2 separate regions of the Mus musculus genome follow, and region 2 is linked to region 1. A link is a contact called in public HiChIP or PLAC-seq data. All regions are on one chromosome and are shown on one strand. Each heading gives the region's core, a stretch centred on a gene start, on an enhancer-like site or on the middle of the called end of the contact. The rest is flanking DNA. Distances are from core to core; before and after follow the strand shown.

The links. HiChIP or PLAC-seq counts read pairs in DNA pulled down with a chosen protein or histone mark.
Region 2: a contact with region 1 is called in a FOXA1 HiChIP or PLAC-seq map of pancreatic cancer cells. The contact joins two enhancer-like sites. A contact is called at or near these places in 2 of 115 datasets of contacts at active chromatin or transcription factors (astrocytes and pancreatic cancer cells).

What each region holds. Positions count from the first base shown.
Region 1 is chr1:152,918,136-152,925,357 of GRCm38.p6, forward strand. No RefSeq gene overlaps it. Among named protein-coding and RNA genes, the nearest start is that of 1700040K01Rik, 13 kb to the right of the region's middle. Within about 2 kb of position 3,851, at least 28 of the 459 cell types and tissues checked have an H3K27ac peak or open chromatin away from gene starts, as enhancers often do. A contact at or near this core is called in pancreatic cancer cells, where this site is marked.
Region 2 is chr1:153,262,234-153,269,223 of GRCm38.p6, forward strand. Lamc1 (laminin, gamma 1) reads right to left here. Exons shown (of 28, transcript NM_010683.2): 2 at 157-461. Among named protein-coding and RNA genes, the nearest start is that of Lamc1, 67 kb to the right of the region's middle. Within about 2 kb of position 4,823, at least 62 of the 459 cell types and tissues checked have an H3K27ac peak or open chromatin away from gene starts, as enhancers often do. A contact at or near this core is called in pancreatic cancer cells, where this site is marked.

The DNA.
Region 1 (7,222 bases), core at 2,601-5,100:
AAGCCAGCCTGGTCAATGGAGTGAGTTCCAGGACAGACAGCCAAGGCTACACAGAGAAACCCTGTCTCAAAAAAAAAAAAAAAAAAAAAAAAAAAACAAAGCCAACCAAACAATAAAAAACTCCACAGAAATACGTGACTATGTTTTAATTTTACTTCCAGGTGTGGGATATGGGGCTGCTTTAGATTGTCCACAGTAGTTGACTATGGTTTGCCTCATGCTCTAGCAGAGGCGTGATTTTGCCAGTGGCAGATAATTTCTGCGTTTATATGCCGTTTGGAATTCTGGGGACTTTTCAGAGGGTATATAAATGCTAGGGCCCTGAGAGGTAGGGTGGGTTATTGGTTGTTGGTTGGTTGCTGTTGGTTGCTGTTGGTCCCAGTTTGTTAAGTACAACAACAAAGAAACAAGAAGAAATTAGGTATCCTGACAGGGAGGATCAAACTTGCCCCAAAGAACTCCATGCTCCTAAGCAGCAGAAAGTAATCCAACAATAATGTCACCCTCTTTCTCTTCTATCCTTGTTTCTCTCCTATCTAATGTTAGGGGGTTGAAAGGGTGGGAAAGGGTATAGAAGGAAGAAAACAGAACCCACAAAGTAGCCAAAGACAGGCTACACTGGAGCTACAAAGTATCACTATTTGTGCATAGAAAATGGAAGTGAGCTACCGAGCCTTAGTTGAGCATGCTTTGAACAGTGGGCCACTTGTCTGCTATGAGTGGCTGAGACTAAGCTATTTGTTACACATGTATATACTTAAGCTTGGCTTTGGGATAGCTTGTAGGCTAAGAATGTCTTTAAGGACTCCTGTATGAAGTCACTCTCAGGACCAATTTAATTTAGTATAACAGCACTTACTAAATATTTGTTAAGTGAAATATAGTAACCAATAACTTGTTGGTTGGGAAGGAATCAAGAAAATGTCCAGGTTTCTGCTTGGGAAACTGGATGAAAGTAGAAAGCAGAAGGGAAGGAAGATTTGGGGGTACGTAAGATGTGGAGAAAATGAATTAATTCACTTTGGAAATGTTGATCTGCATATAAAACTTTAAAATATATATTAGTGTGTGTGTGTGTGTGTGTTTGTGTGTGTGTGTGTCTCAGTGGGGGTCGTGTGGAGGTCAGAGGATTACTTTGTGGCCTCAGTTCTTTCCTTTAGCCTTTATGTCAATTCTGGGATGGAACTCAGGTGTCAGGCTTATATAGTAAGAACTTTTACCCACTGACCTATCTATCTTGATCACAGTGGAATTGCATTTGTCTGGATTAAGAGAGTTTATGAATCTGGGGCATTTAAGAGGAGTCGGATTTGGAATCAATGGTTTGTTGGTCGTCAGCATGTAAGGTGGTAATTGATTAGTTGGATGGCTTTCACAGAGTTTGCTCAGATAAGGAATGGGCGATAAGAAGGGCTCGGTCAAATTAAAAGACAAGGAAACGACCAGCACAAACAAAGAGAGAGAGGAGAGACTAATAGACAGGAGTGAAGCCTCTGAGGAAAGTGAGGGAGGAGATGGGTGTGGGAATGCATATGCAGAAAGACATATATGGTGGGACAACAATGACATAAGATTGTACTTTTATTCTATGGGAATATTACCGAACCTTTGAGAGAGTCCCCACCTCAAATCAGATGTCCTGGGGAAATTTACAAAAAAATTTGATAGGTTTTTGGCATTTGAGAATAGAAGAAACCTGATGCCAAGTAAAGCCAGACATTCCCAAAACCACAGTGCCAAGGGAAAACAGTAAAATGCTATTGCTGTGAGCTTAGACTTGGAATTTCTACTTCCTCTTCACAGTTTATCCCTTTTTCCTGTTCTCCCTTTCTTCTTTCCACCCTGGACAAGTTCTGAGTTTGTAGCCCAGCCTTGCCTTAAACTTACAGCAATCCTTCTGCCTCAGCTTCTGGTAATACAGGATTGAGCCATACACTCAATTTCTAAAATTTTCAATATTGAAGTAAGTCAAGTTGCTACGCAGTGGTGGTGCATGTTTTAATCCCAGCAGTTGGGAGGCAGAGGCATGGAGATCTCTTGTGAGTTCAAGGCCAGCCTGGTCTATGGAGTGAGTTTCAGGACAGCCAGGGGTGCACATAGTTCTCAAAAAAAAAAAAAAAAAAAAAAAAAAACAAACAAATGAGCAAAAAGAAAAGTCAAGAAATCACACCATATTCATTAATGTGATATTCCGTTTCTAAGCTCAGAAATTAAAGGCTGCCCAATATAATGGCCAGCATACACGTATAATTTCAGCTTTTGGGGAGGCAGAGACCACAGGACCAGGAGTTCAAGGTCATCCTTGGCTACATAGTGAGTTGAAGGTAGGTTGATCTATATGAGACCCTGTCTAAAAAAATAAACATACGGAGATTAGTGGGCTACAGTGATGGTTCTGATAATCTTCTGGGTCTGGAGTCAAGCAGAAGTGAGCTGAGAGTTTGATCCATCAGAGGTGTAAAGTTGGGACTTAGGAAAAGGTGTAAATTCTACCCTGGATTGGAGTTTAAAAAAATTAAATGGGCTTTTAGTTCAGAACCTACATAAAAGCCTGTTGCTGCAGTGTGAGCCTGAAACTCAGCTGGGGTAGCTGAGATGGGAGGATGCCTTGGGCTGCTAGCCAGCTCAGTGAGCTCCAGGCTTAGCAAGAGACCCCGACTCGAAAACTTAGATGGAGGGAGACTGAGGAGGCACCCAATGTCAGTCGTTGGTCTTCACATGCATGTGCACATACATACACACAGAATAAACCAACAAATAGCTCAGCTCTGTGAGTGGAAGAAAGCAAGAGTGCTGCATACACACAAAAATCAGGCCAATTGGCTTTCAGTTTAATGTTCACCGTATCTCCCATTTCTCTGAGAGACACCTACTTTAGGGCTAGGATAAGGGTCTGTTGTACAGCAGTGTCCTTGAATATTACAGCTTTCTATCTTGAGAGAAAGTTTGTTAAGACACAGGTGTTAAAGAAGAGATGAAACAACATAATATTTTAAGGCACGAATTTAAAAGAAGGGCAAGGCCCGGCAGTGGTGGCGCACGCCTTTAATCCCAGCACTTCGGAGGCAGAGGCAGGCGGATTTCTGAGTTCAAGGCCAGCCTGGTCTACAAAGTGAGTTCTAGGACAGCCAGGACTACACAGAGAAACCGTGTCTCCAAAAACCAAAAACAAAAACAAAAAAAAAAAGGGCAAAACAACAGGATGTTCTAAGACAAGGGCTTTCAACTTTGCTAATGCTGTGACCCTTTAATAAGATCCCCAACCTTAAAGATAATTTGTTACTTCTTCATAACTTTAATTTTGCTCCTGTTATGAATCGTTAATATCTGATATGTAGGATATCTGTTATGTGACCCTGTGAAATCGTTTGACTCCCCAAAATGTTGCAAAACACAGGTTGAGAACTGCTTTTCTAAGGGGAGATGAAACATTCCATTCTGCAAGAAACATTCCCCTTAAGCTCAGACCAGAAAACAACCCAAAAGTCTTTAGGAAGTCCCTGAAACTGATCAGATTCATTAGGCTCCTTCCTCCTCAAGTATATATAAGCAGTAAAGACTGCTAAAAAAGACAAAAGCTGAGTTTCTTAGAAGAGTCTCAGAGCAGCCAAGGTACCCAGGAAAAAGAAGAAATCACCCAAGTTGCCTAGAAGAGGTTTAGACTGAGCTACCTGGAAAGGACACAGCTATGTAGTGCTCTCCAGATTTCCAGCTTTGGTGAGCTGTCACCCATGCTGGTTCAGCTTTACTGATATAAATATCTTTGAGTCATTTCTACTCCCATAAGTAACCCCAATAAAACTTATTGACTCACCACATTGGATTCTGTTAGTATCTTTACTTTGGATTGATGACAGTTTCCTGTCTGGGTGAGTAGGTATTTGCTCATGTCTCCCGGGAATAGTGTCACACTACGTGGTCCTGAATGTATAGGGAAGCAACACTAAAATAGGAAGTGAGTGGAGAAGGTAGGAAGGGAGAATAACTCTCATGAGGAAATGAACTGGACTGGTAAGACAGGAAAGGCAGCCCCAGTCAAGCCCGATGACCTGAGTTTGATCTCTGGGAACTATGCTGTGACAAGAAAGAACTCACAACTACAAGTTGTCCTCTGACCTCCATACATGATCAGTGCCATGGACATACATATACCCACACAAAACAAACATAGTGAAACCATACTTCTGATTATATTACTGTGCACAAGGAAAATTGATGCAAAGTTTCCTCCAACCTCTCAACTTAATTTTTGTTTAATTACAACTGCGTTTCTAGTAAGGATACTGTAGTGGTTTGAATGTGCTTGGCCCATGGAGAGTGGCACAATTAGGACATGCAGTCTTATTAGAGGAAGTGGCAATGTGGAGGCAGGAATTTGAGGTCTCCTATATATGCTCAAGTCTGGTCAGTGTGATCTAGACCTTCTCCTGGCTGCCTGCAGAAAGATAGTCTCCCCCTAGCTGTTTTCAGATCAAGATGTAGAATTCTTGGCTCCTCCAGCACCATGTCTGCCTGCATGCTGTCATGCTCCTGCCATGATGATAGTGAAATGAAACTTATAAACTTAATTTCCTTTATGAGAGTTGCCTTGATCATGGTGTCTATTCATCACAATAAAAACCTAAGACAGATACATTAAACCTTTCCAATATTACTGTTGAGCAATTATTTTCTTGTAGTTCTGTTACTTCTTTTTTTTTTCTTCAAAGATTTATTTGTTATTATAATAAGTACACTGTAGTCCTTCAGACGCGCCTGAAGAGGGTGTCAGATCTCATTACGGGTGGCTGTGAGTCACCATGTGGTTGCTAGGATTCGAACTCAGGACCTTTGGTAGAGCACTCAGTGCTCTTACCCTCTGAGCCATCTCGCCAGCCCATGTTCTGTTATTTCTTATATCATGATCATATAGTAAGCAGGATAGGACTTTTACAAGTTTTTAAATTTTTTGCATTATGAGATTTCTTTATTGTTATTAGTACTTTTGCTTAATACTCTTTTGCCTGATATTAATATTTAACTTGCTTTTGTCGGGGGAACAGTACAAGTGGTCACGGCAGTCAGGAAAGTGAGGCACCCGTGGTGAATAGACACCATGACTCAGTTTAGATTGACTTTGTAAAACTTTGTAAACACAATATAATTTCCTGGTGTAATAGAATCCCCAAGGCACAAGGAAGCATAATTACGGGTCATTTTTTCCAAGATGAGTTCTAGAGATAGGTTACGTGTAAGAGCTTAAGGGCCTAAGGCAGGGTCCAGCCTGGTCCCAGTCATACACATAGTGTAGAGGTCGTTTGGGCTGTCACCATCTCTGGTTCTGGTTATGGGAACTTGGGAGACCGTCTGAGTAGACAGATAATGGAAGGGTCATTTGACTAATAGGTATCTTTGGTGCTGGTTGGGGGATCTTGGGGAGGTCCCTGTTCTCAGGGAAACAGATTACTAGCCACCTTTGGTCCTGGTTGTAGGGGCTTGGTATGGTCTGGCCCAACAGATAACACAGATCGCCAGTTATTAATCACCTCTAACTCCCAGCTTTCTGGCTGGCAGTACAGGTTTTATATCTTTCCTATTGAAAAGACAATCCTGCATGCTCAGCAATCCTGGTTTCTCTAGAGATCTGTGGGCACAAGGACCTACAGTATGGGCTGCACTAGAGATCCGTGGGCATAAGGACTTACAGGCAGCACTAGAGATCTGTGGGCACAAGGACCTACGGGCTGTACTCCTAACTCTTCCTCTTGCATGTTCTTTCTGGAACTTTCCTCTTTATTTTCAGCTTCCTTTAATCCACCTCTTTTTTACAAACAGCAGGTAACTGTGGTATTATTTCATTTAGTATCCTGACATTTTCTGTTTATAAGTGCAAGGTTAAATTCACAGAAGTATCATCAGTCTGAGCTGCTCCTCTATTAGTCTCCAGTTTGTACTTTGGCTTGTTTATTTATTCTTTTTTGTTTGTTTATTTGTTTGTTTGTCTGGTTTGAGAAAGGGATTTATTACGCAGCCCTGGCTGGCCTGGAATTTTTATTTTTAAGATTTATTTATTATTATATGTAAGTACACTGTAGCTGTCTTTAGACACACCAGAGAGGGAGCAGATCTCATTACGGGTGGTTGTGAGCCACCATGTGGTTGCTGGGATTTGAACTCCGGACCTTCTGGAGAGCAGTCAGTGCTCTTGCCCGCTGAGCCATCACACCAGCCCTGGCCTGGAATTCTTGATGTAGCCCAGGTTAGCCTCAAACTTGTAGAGATTCATTTGCTTCTGCAAGTGATTCCTCCCAAGTGCTGGAATCAAATATGTGCACCACCATGCCTGACTCGCTCATGTACTTTTGATTTTTTTTTACAGGTAATTTTTCTTTTTGTTTTGTTTCATAATTAAAAAATTCCATTTGACTTTACCTCTGCTGATTTGGACTTTGTAGATTTTTTTTTAATTGAATTTTTGTTATTGTGGTAGAAGTCAGAGGACTTCTGTGGAGGTCTGTTTTCTCCTTCACCAAGTGGGTCGCAAGGATCAAACTCAGGTGGTCAGAGTATAGCATCCTTACTCAGCCAGGCATCTCACTGGCCCTGAAGACTACATTTTGTCTATAGTCTTAAAAGCTACCATTGCATTTCTGATAAGCATACCTAATTCTTTCTTTTCCTCACAGTTAAAAAAAAAAATATAGCTATCCTCATACCCCCAAAAGATATATTTTAGCTCCTTGATGTATTAGATAACTATTTCCATCTAGAAGTTAATTGTATATTTGTGGGAGCATAAAACCACTACACAAGCAATGAATCCAATTTACGAGCATAATTTATTACTTTTTATGCTCACCATTTGTTTATCTATGCTAACATTTCGTTCTAAATTCACTTTTCTTGTGGCAATACATACTTTAGTGTTTTTTCCATTAAAAATAAAAACACAGTCTGGAGAGCTGGCTTAGCAGTTAGAGTGCTTGCTGCAGCTCTTCCACAAGACTGGAGTTCAATTCTCAGTGGCTCTCTTGATCGTCTAATTCCAAGAACTTTAGAAAATTCTCAGTATCATCTTGGATTATAAATTCCCCCACTATGTTGTTTCTTTCCTGAAGTACTATTAGATATGTCCTTCTTGTGTTCTGTGTGTCTCTGTGTAAAGAACTGCTGCAGAACAGCAGGACACAGCAGCCATGTTACTGGGCTCACAGGTCCCACGTGATAGGAATAACGATAGATA
Region 2 (6,990 bases), core at 3,573-6,072, 350 kb after region 1:
CATAAGAACACATGTTCCCAAGGCAGAGGGAAGAAAATGGCTTTTTTTTTTTCACTTATAGATAACACACAGGAGAATGGCATTAAAACCTAGCCACCCACGGATGGCTCACTTGGGTAGAGCAGCTGGCTCCCACACCACCCTGTGGGTGCCTACCTGGAGCACAGGGCTGTTGTCAAAGTTGTAGGCACTCGGCCGTCCTTCCAGGGTTGAAAAGGCCACGTTGCCACCGGTGAGGGGGGAAATGTCACTGAATTCATCAGTACACAAGGCCTGCTGCTCGTCCCCTCCGGTCCTGATGAAGCCACGGTTAGCCTTTGAGTACGTGTTCTCACAGGACCCACTGTAGTACTGATAAGGAATCCAGGGCCCGTCTTCCCGAGTGCGCTTATAGATGGCGAAGCTCTCTGGACGGCTGGTGTGGAACTTGAGGCGCACGTAAGTGATGTCAAAAGCCTTTCCTGCGGAACAAACACATCAGAGTACGTAAGTCGTGTGGATGAAGATAAGAAAGGCCCCCCATTGCTAACTAGCTGTGAGATTTGAGGAAGAGCCCAGCATTAGACCAGGAAAACCTCAGGACACCAGACACACTAATGGCCCCGTAGGCTCGTCTAAGCCTGGAAATTGCCCATTTCCCCACAAGTGGTTCTTAACATAGGCCATGAAAACTTGTATAAGTGCGGTACTAATACATTTTAAAATAAAACCAAATAATGAGCTCACCTATTCTTACTCCTCGGGCTTCATTGAACGCTTAATTAAAATATCTTTTCTTAGAAATCTGAAAGCTTTTGGAATGGGTCCTCTGGGGACGTCCAGTACATTCAAAGCCTTTCCCTTTATTAACTAGAGTGCTTCTCTTGGTGCACTGTCCTCAGAACGGTTATCTACCCTGGGGAGAAGGAGGCTGTTTGGGACATGAACAGGAAAGGAGAAAAACCCTCATTCAAAGGCTCAGCAAAGAGACAAAAAGAGAAAGGTTCTATCTGAAGATGCTCACAAGAGACCATGTGAGAAGCCAGCTCTGAGCAACCAAGTGCAGGAGGAGGAGGAGGAGGACGACGAGGAGGAGGAGGAGGAGGAGGAGGAGGAGGAGGAGGAGGTGGTGGCGGCGGCGGCGGCAGCGGATTTGGGAGTTCCTGCACAGCTAGGGCATGGCCAAAGGTTTGGGTGGCAAGACCTCAGACAACACACAGCTATTTAATCCTCACCCAAGCTCTTGTGAGGCCTTAGAACACATTTGCTTTGCTAGGTCTCTGCTATACCAGAGACAGCCAGAGACCATGGCTGGGTCAACAAGTATTTGTTCAGCGCAACTCCACACTCAGTCCTGTGCGATACACTAGACACAGGATGTGAACAGACCAACTCTCTGCTCTCAAGGAGGTGGCATGTACTCCCCCTACGTAAAGCACCTCTTAGAAAAAACCTACCCTGACCTCCTGTGTAGAGCAGGAGCTCCTGCCCTCTGAGATGCTCAAGGAGTCCTCTGCCATCCAGCAAGGCCAGAGCCTCCTACACAGCTTTATCTACAGTAAGGCTGATTTTCTCAACTGGTCCAGATCAGAGAAGAGATTTAATAACTGCCCCTGACACATACACACACACACACACACACACACACACACACACACACACACACACACGCATGCAAGAAGAACATAGGACTATGCTCTATGAGGCCTGTGCTCAGGTCTAGCTCCTTTATTGTCTGATTTCTCTGTAGCAATTTCTCTTTTATAAAGATAAGGACAATCCTGCCCATCTGCTCTTGCATACCCTTGACCCATTATAAAGTTCTAGGAAGCGTAAAGCAATACTGTAACAGAGTTTATGAAGACAACTCTTGAACCAAGGGTTTGAACCTATTCAGACAAGGACCTAACTGGCCCAGGGGCTACTTCGTAATTACACTCACAGAAGAACACTCCACAAATACAGGCCTCCCTAAGGTACCCACATAGCACTTTTCCAAGCAGGTCACACACAACAGTTTCTACAGCTCTGTTGAAAGAACCATTGTCTCTGCTAAATCAAAATATGGCAAGCCATGAGGATGAGATTGTTGTATAGTATGCATGGTATTCCAGAAACTTACTATCTAAGACATTCCAACAAGGCAAACAGTTGATTCTGCACGGGAGTAGGTGGCTTGGGATTCTACTGGGCTTCCACATTACCTTGCGTTTCTTCTTTTCCTACCTTTCTGACATCTCTGTGCGTTTTAGCACCCTGACCTATGGCAGACACCTTCTGAAATAAGTTTGCATAAAAGACCCCTCATGTGTCCATAGCAGCAGAACACCCAGAGAGCTACACAAGGAATGGAATGGAGGGGCCAGGGCATGCAATCATCTGTGCTACTGAGACTATGATGCCTGTAAATGATTGAGACTTGAGGGCTCCCATGTCTGCCTCTGCGTCTCCTTCCCCCTGCCTGCCCTCCCTCTATCTTACCAGATTTCCTACTCTTATTGGTCCGTCTTATAATTCAACTCTGGCAAAGTGAAAACTAATTCAATAATAGGTGGATAGAAAGTAAGTCCAGGTTCTGATTTCCAATCCAGTGAGTCTGCCACGCTATCATTTCATCATGGGATCGATCAATCAAAACAAGACACTATGGCTTTGAGGAGCAGGAGCCAGATCAAATGATTGAGGAAATCCTAAATTCTGGATGCATCACCTCTTGTTCAGGCATAAGAAGACAAGCCATCCGTACACCCAGCCTTCAGAAAATACTTAGCATCTGAGAGTTCTGCTGCCCTTCTCCCTCCCCTGCCACATGTTCCCCTTAAAACAAAACCCTCAAGTGCAGATGTTTAGAATGGAACGCTCAAAATTAATTCCTATGTTCTGCTCTGAATCCTACAGTCCATGCTGGCTGAAGAGATGGAGAAGGGGAGGGGGCTGCCCGAACAATGGGGATGCAGCCATGCTCCCAGCAGGGCCAAGCCAAGGAATTCTGCTGCAGCCTCCTACGTGGTAAAATATTTCTAATCTCCCCGAGTACGGAGAAGCTCTTCCTGTCTCAGAGTTGGATGCAAACACTGACTGCCGGGGAACATAAACGTCTCTCTGTTATGTGCAGTTCAGAGAAATTCCATGAGGACCTTGTGAAACAACTGCCTGTATAGTTTACTGATGAATGATAATGGCCATACAGAACTTTCCAGGATTCCAAAATGCCTTCCAAGGGCTGAATCAGAACAAAAGAAGTTCCTTCTAAAGAACCAAATTAGGTGCCACGGGGCTCACTATTGAACTTACAGGCTAACTCTCTAGAAATCAGAAACTGAACTCTCTCTCTCTCTCTCTGTCAAGTCAAGATCAAGAACGTTAACACTAAGAAAGCTGTAGAACAGTCAATTAGAGACGGTGTATGTTTAGGCTACTAACTAGGCCTCTCCAAACAGTTAACACAAACAGTAGACGCAGAAGGCCACTGTTTGAAAACGTTCTCAGGGTTGTGAGCAGAGAGTTCCCAGGACAGCATGTCCAGCTGTGCACCAGCTGCCACTGCTGCACCTCAGAGATGACTGCACACAAATACAACGCCACCAGTCCACACAGTCCAGAGCCAAGTCAGGGCCGGGTTTGGGATCTTCAGGCCAACCCATGAGAAAGCACTGGGACAGTTAAGCACATCCAGGGTGTGCTGAGGTGACCCCAGCAAGTCCAGAAGAGTCATCCCTATGACTGAAAGCTCCGTCCTTGAGGGCCTGGGCGAAGAGCTGGGTTCTTCCTACTGCCGTAAGCATCATCTTTCAAATAAAATGTTGAAAGAGAGGAAGGAGAGGAAGAGGAAAGAGAGGGGCAACCAATTTCTTCCCCTTAGATTTCAGCAACTGTTCATAGTCTTGCCCTTTGTCAAGTAGCCAAATACTATCAGAAAAAGGGCACAGGCCCACAGAAAGTACATTTAAATTACTACAATTTTACAAATGGGATAACCTTGACAGTTTTCTAGCAAACGGTAATTTTCAACTAAACTTATTATAACAAATACAATGGAGCTTTCAGTCTGAGAAAGTCTCCTCTCAAAAGCATGGCCCGGGCCTTCAACAGTCTTATGTTCCAAGTGTGTGTGATGAACACATCCCTTCACATTTGTGCTACGCTATAACCCAGACCTGCTAAATGCAAAGGCAGAACATGGGGGGCCAAAGTATTTAGAGTTCTTTTGTAAGAGTTGGTCTATACATCAAAGGCTACTTATAAGAACCATGGTATATGTCAGCATGGAGCTAAGGAGAAGAACATGTTTTGAAGTGAATGATATGGTTTTGGAGATAAAAACATCCCAATTTCTAAGAAAATTAGATTTTTCCATAAAGTATCAAACTTGAAGTTTTGGTGAAGGCCACAATTCTGCCCTCTCCCTGCTATTCCCCCTAAAACCACCTGGTACTATCCGTCCCTACTGCCAAGGAACAGGTCTCCAAAGGCTGCATATTCTTTAGTAAACTGAAAAGCCACACTATTGTGACTCAGCCTGGTTATTAAACATGGCTGTCTCATCAGACAGCCACTGCACAGACCGAGAGACTTCTTAACTAATACTAAAATGTCAAGCATGCTTGGAAGGTCATTTAAAATAGGTGCAAATTACCATTAGAGACTACCATTTTCCATTACTAAACATCAGATATATTTATCTTAATCTGGGTACCTCCTCTGCCACTTCACGTTATAGCTTCAGCAAAAGAGATTAGATTACCAAGTGAAAAGCCAAGCCAAGAACTGGCTGGGAGCATGGCTGATTAACCCAAGCCTCATGCTTACAAGACTTAATACAAGCCCTGATTCAGGCTAGTGGGTCACAACATGCCTGAAATCCTTTAGCCGAGCTAAAGGAATGAGGCTGGTCCTTCCTCCCACTCATCTGCACACTCAGGGAAAAAAAAAACCTACTCACTCTGCTAAGCCAAGTTCTAGCTGTGGGAACCGACTGACAGGAGGGAGGCAGACAAAGAAGGCAGATGATTAAATTTACTGAGCGAATAAAGTAAGCAAAATGTCAGTGATGCATACGCTGGCTGCAGTAGAGGGACTTGAAACATGGGAAAGAGAAAGAAAGAAGACACCAGAATCTGCAGGTCTGTATGGCTCTATGCTGTCTTGTCTGCACAGAGGATGAGCATCAGTAAAGGATTCGTGAACAGACAGCCTGATGGTAAAACCTTTCCAGCATCTAAGGATAGCAGTGTAGTACAAACCAAGACCAACTCCGATAACCAACCCCACCTGATCCCCACAATACACGGAGCTGCAGAAGGCTAAAGAGTGCAGCTTTGTTTCTTCATTAACTATTTAGTCAGTGAATGACCCCAAAGCTCACGGTGACAAACTTCTGAGAATAGTCTAACCTTCCATTTTGTAAGAATACCTTTAACTGGTTGTTTCTGTAGGTCCCAATGAACACGTTCCCTTTCAACTCCCCACAACCATGTTCCGCTTCGCTTGCATCTCTCATCTATATGAGAAATTCCTATAAAACCACGTATGGCTCAGTATAAGATGGCTTTCTCAGTTTTCATGGTTGTGCGTTCATTTCTTACCACAGCTACCCACTAGGTCAGAGTTAACACTCCTCACTGGTCCCAAGAGTCGTATAGATCCAAATTCTTCCATTCACTCAGCAAATATTTACTGAATGTTAATATGTACCAGCTAGTCAATATTCTAAGCATGAGGCCACAGCAGAAAGGGAGATCCATATGGTGCCAAGCAGGTGGAGTTCACCGTCTAGTGGGTGTCAGAGCGGGGCTAGGGCTGGAATAAATACGCACTAATGTTGTCAACTGGGGGAAAGGCTCTGTCACTGCTTGCCATGGGAAACTTCAAGGACTTGAGTTTGATCTCTAGCCCCAACGTAAAGGCCAAACAGGAATGTGCCTACAAAATCCCAATGCTGTCAAGGCAGAGACAGGCTGATCCCTTGGACTTGTTGGCTAGCCAGCCAAGCACAATCAGTGAGTCCCTGATCCCAGTGAGGGGCCTTGTCTCAAAAAACAGACTCTGGGGCTCCTCGGGAATGGTATCTGATGGTGAATTCCAGCCTCCACATGTACACACTTGCACAACCATGAGCACTCATCATAAGCACACACACACTTGCGCACATGCACACACATTATCTATGTTAGATGATAGAGAGCGGGAGAGGGAGAAATGCTATCTAACATTGCATTCTCAGAGGTGACGGCACTAACATGGCTATGGCGATATCTGAGCACAGACCGTAAGTGGAACACTGCAACATGTGGGTGAGAAGCCTTCTCAGGGAAAATGCAAATACCCTGAGCCTGTCAGCAAGCTTTAGTTAGGGAGTGGTCAGGAGGTCAGTATGAGTAAGGTGGAAAGCACGAGGAGATGGGGCCGAGGACACAGGACTTTGTAGGTCATTGAGAAGACCTGGTTCTTACTAGGTGAAAATCCACTGGAGAACTCTGTAAGCAAATGTACATGCTCGGCTACTGTTCAATTCTATATATTTATAGTGTGTGTGTGTGTGTGTGTGTGTGTGTGTGTGTGTGTGTGTGTGTGTGTGCATGCGCACATGCAGCTTTACGCATACTATGTACCTGTGGAGGTCAGAGACAACCTTGTGAGATCTGGGCCCACATTTAAGTTGCTAGGCTTGTGCACAAATGTGTCTGGCCACTGAGCCACCTCACCAACACCCCTTGACTGCTACTTTTATAAGACTCACTTGGGCTACTGAACTGGCAAAGCACTCTCTAGCTGGGCTGGAAAAAAAAAAAAAGCTGCTGGAGGAGGGGCTGCAACAACCTAGGCAAGAGATGACAATAGATTGGTCCAAGGTAGCAGTAATAAGCAAGGTAGCTCCAGAGTCCCTGGTCGGGGCTGCCCCTTTTCCACCCCATGCCTCGTGGGTCAGGCATGCTCAACTGGAGCCAAATGGAGAAGCATCTGCCTGCGTCTGCCTGCCCAGAGCACAGAAACTCTGGCCAGATGTTAGGC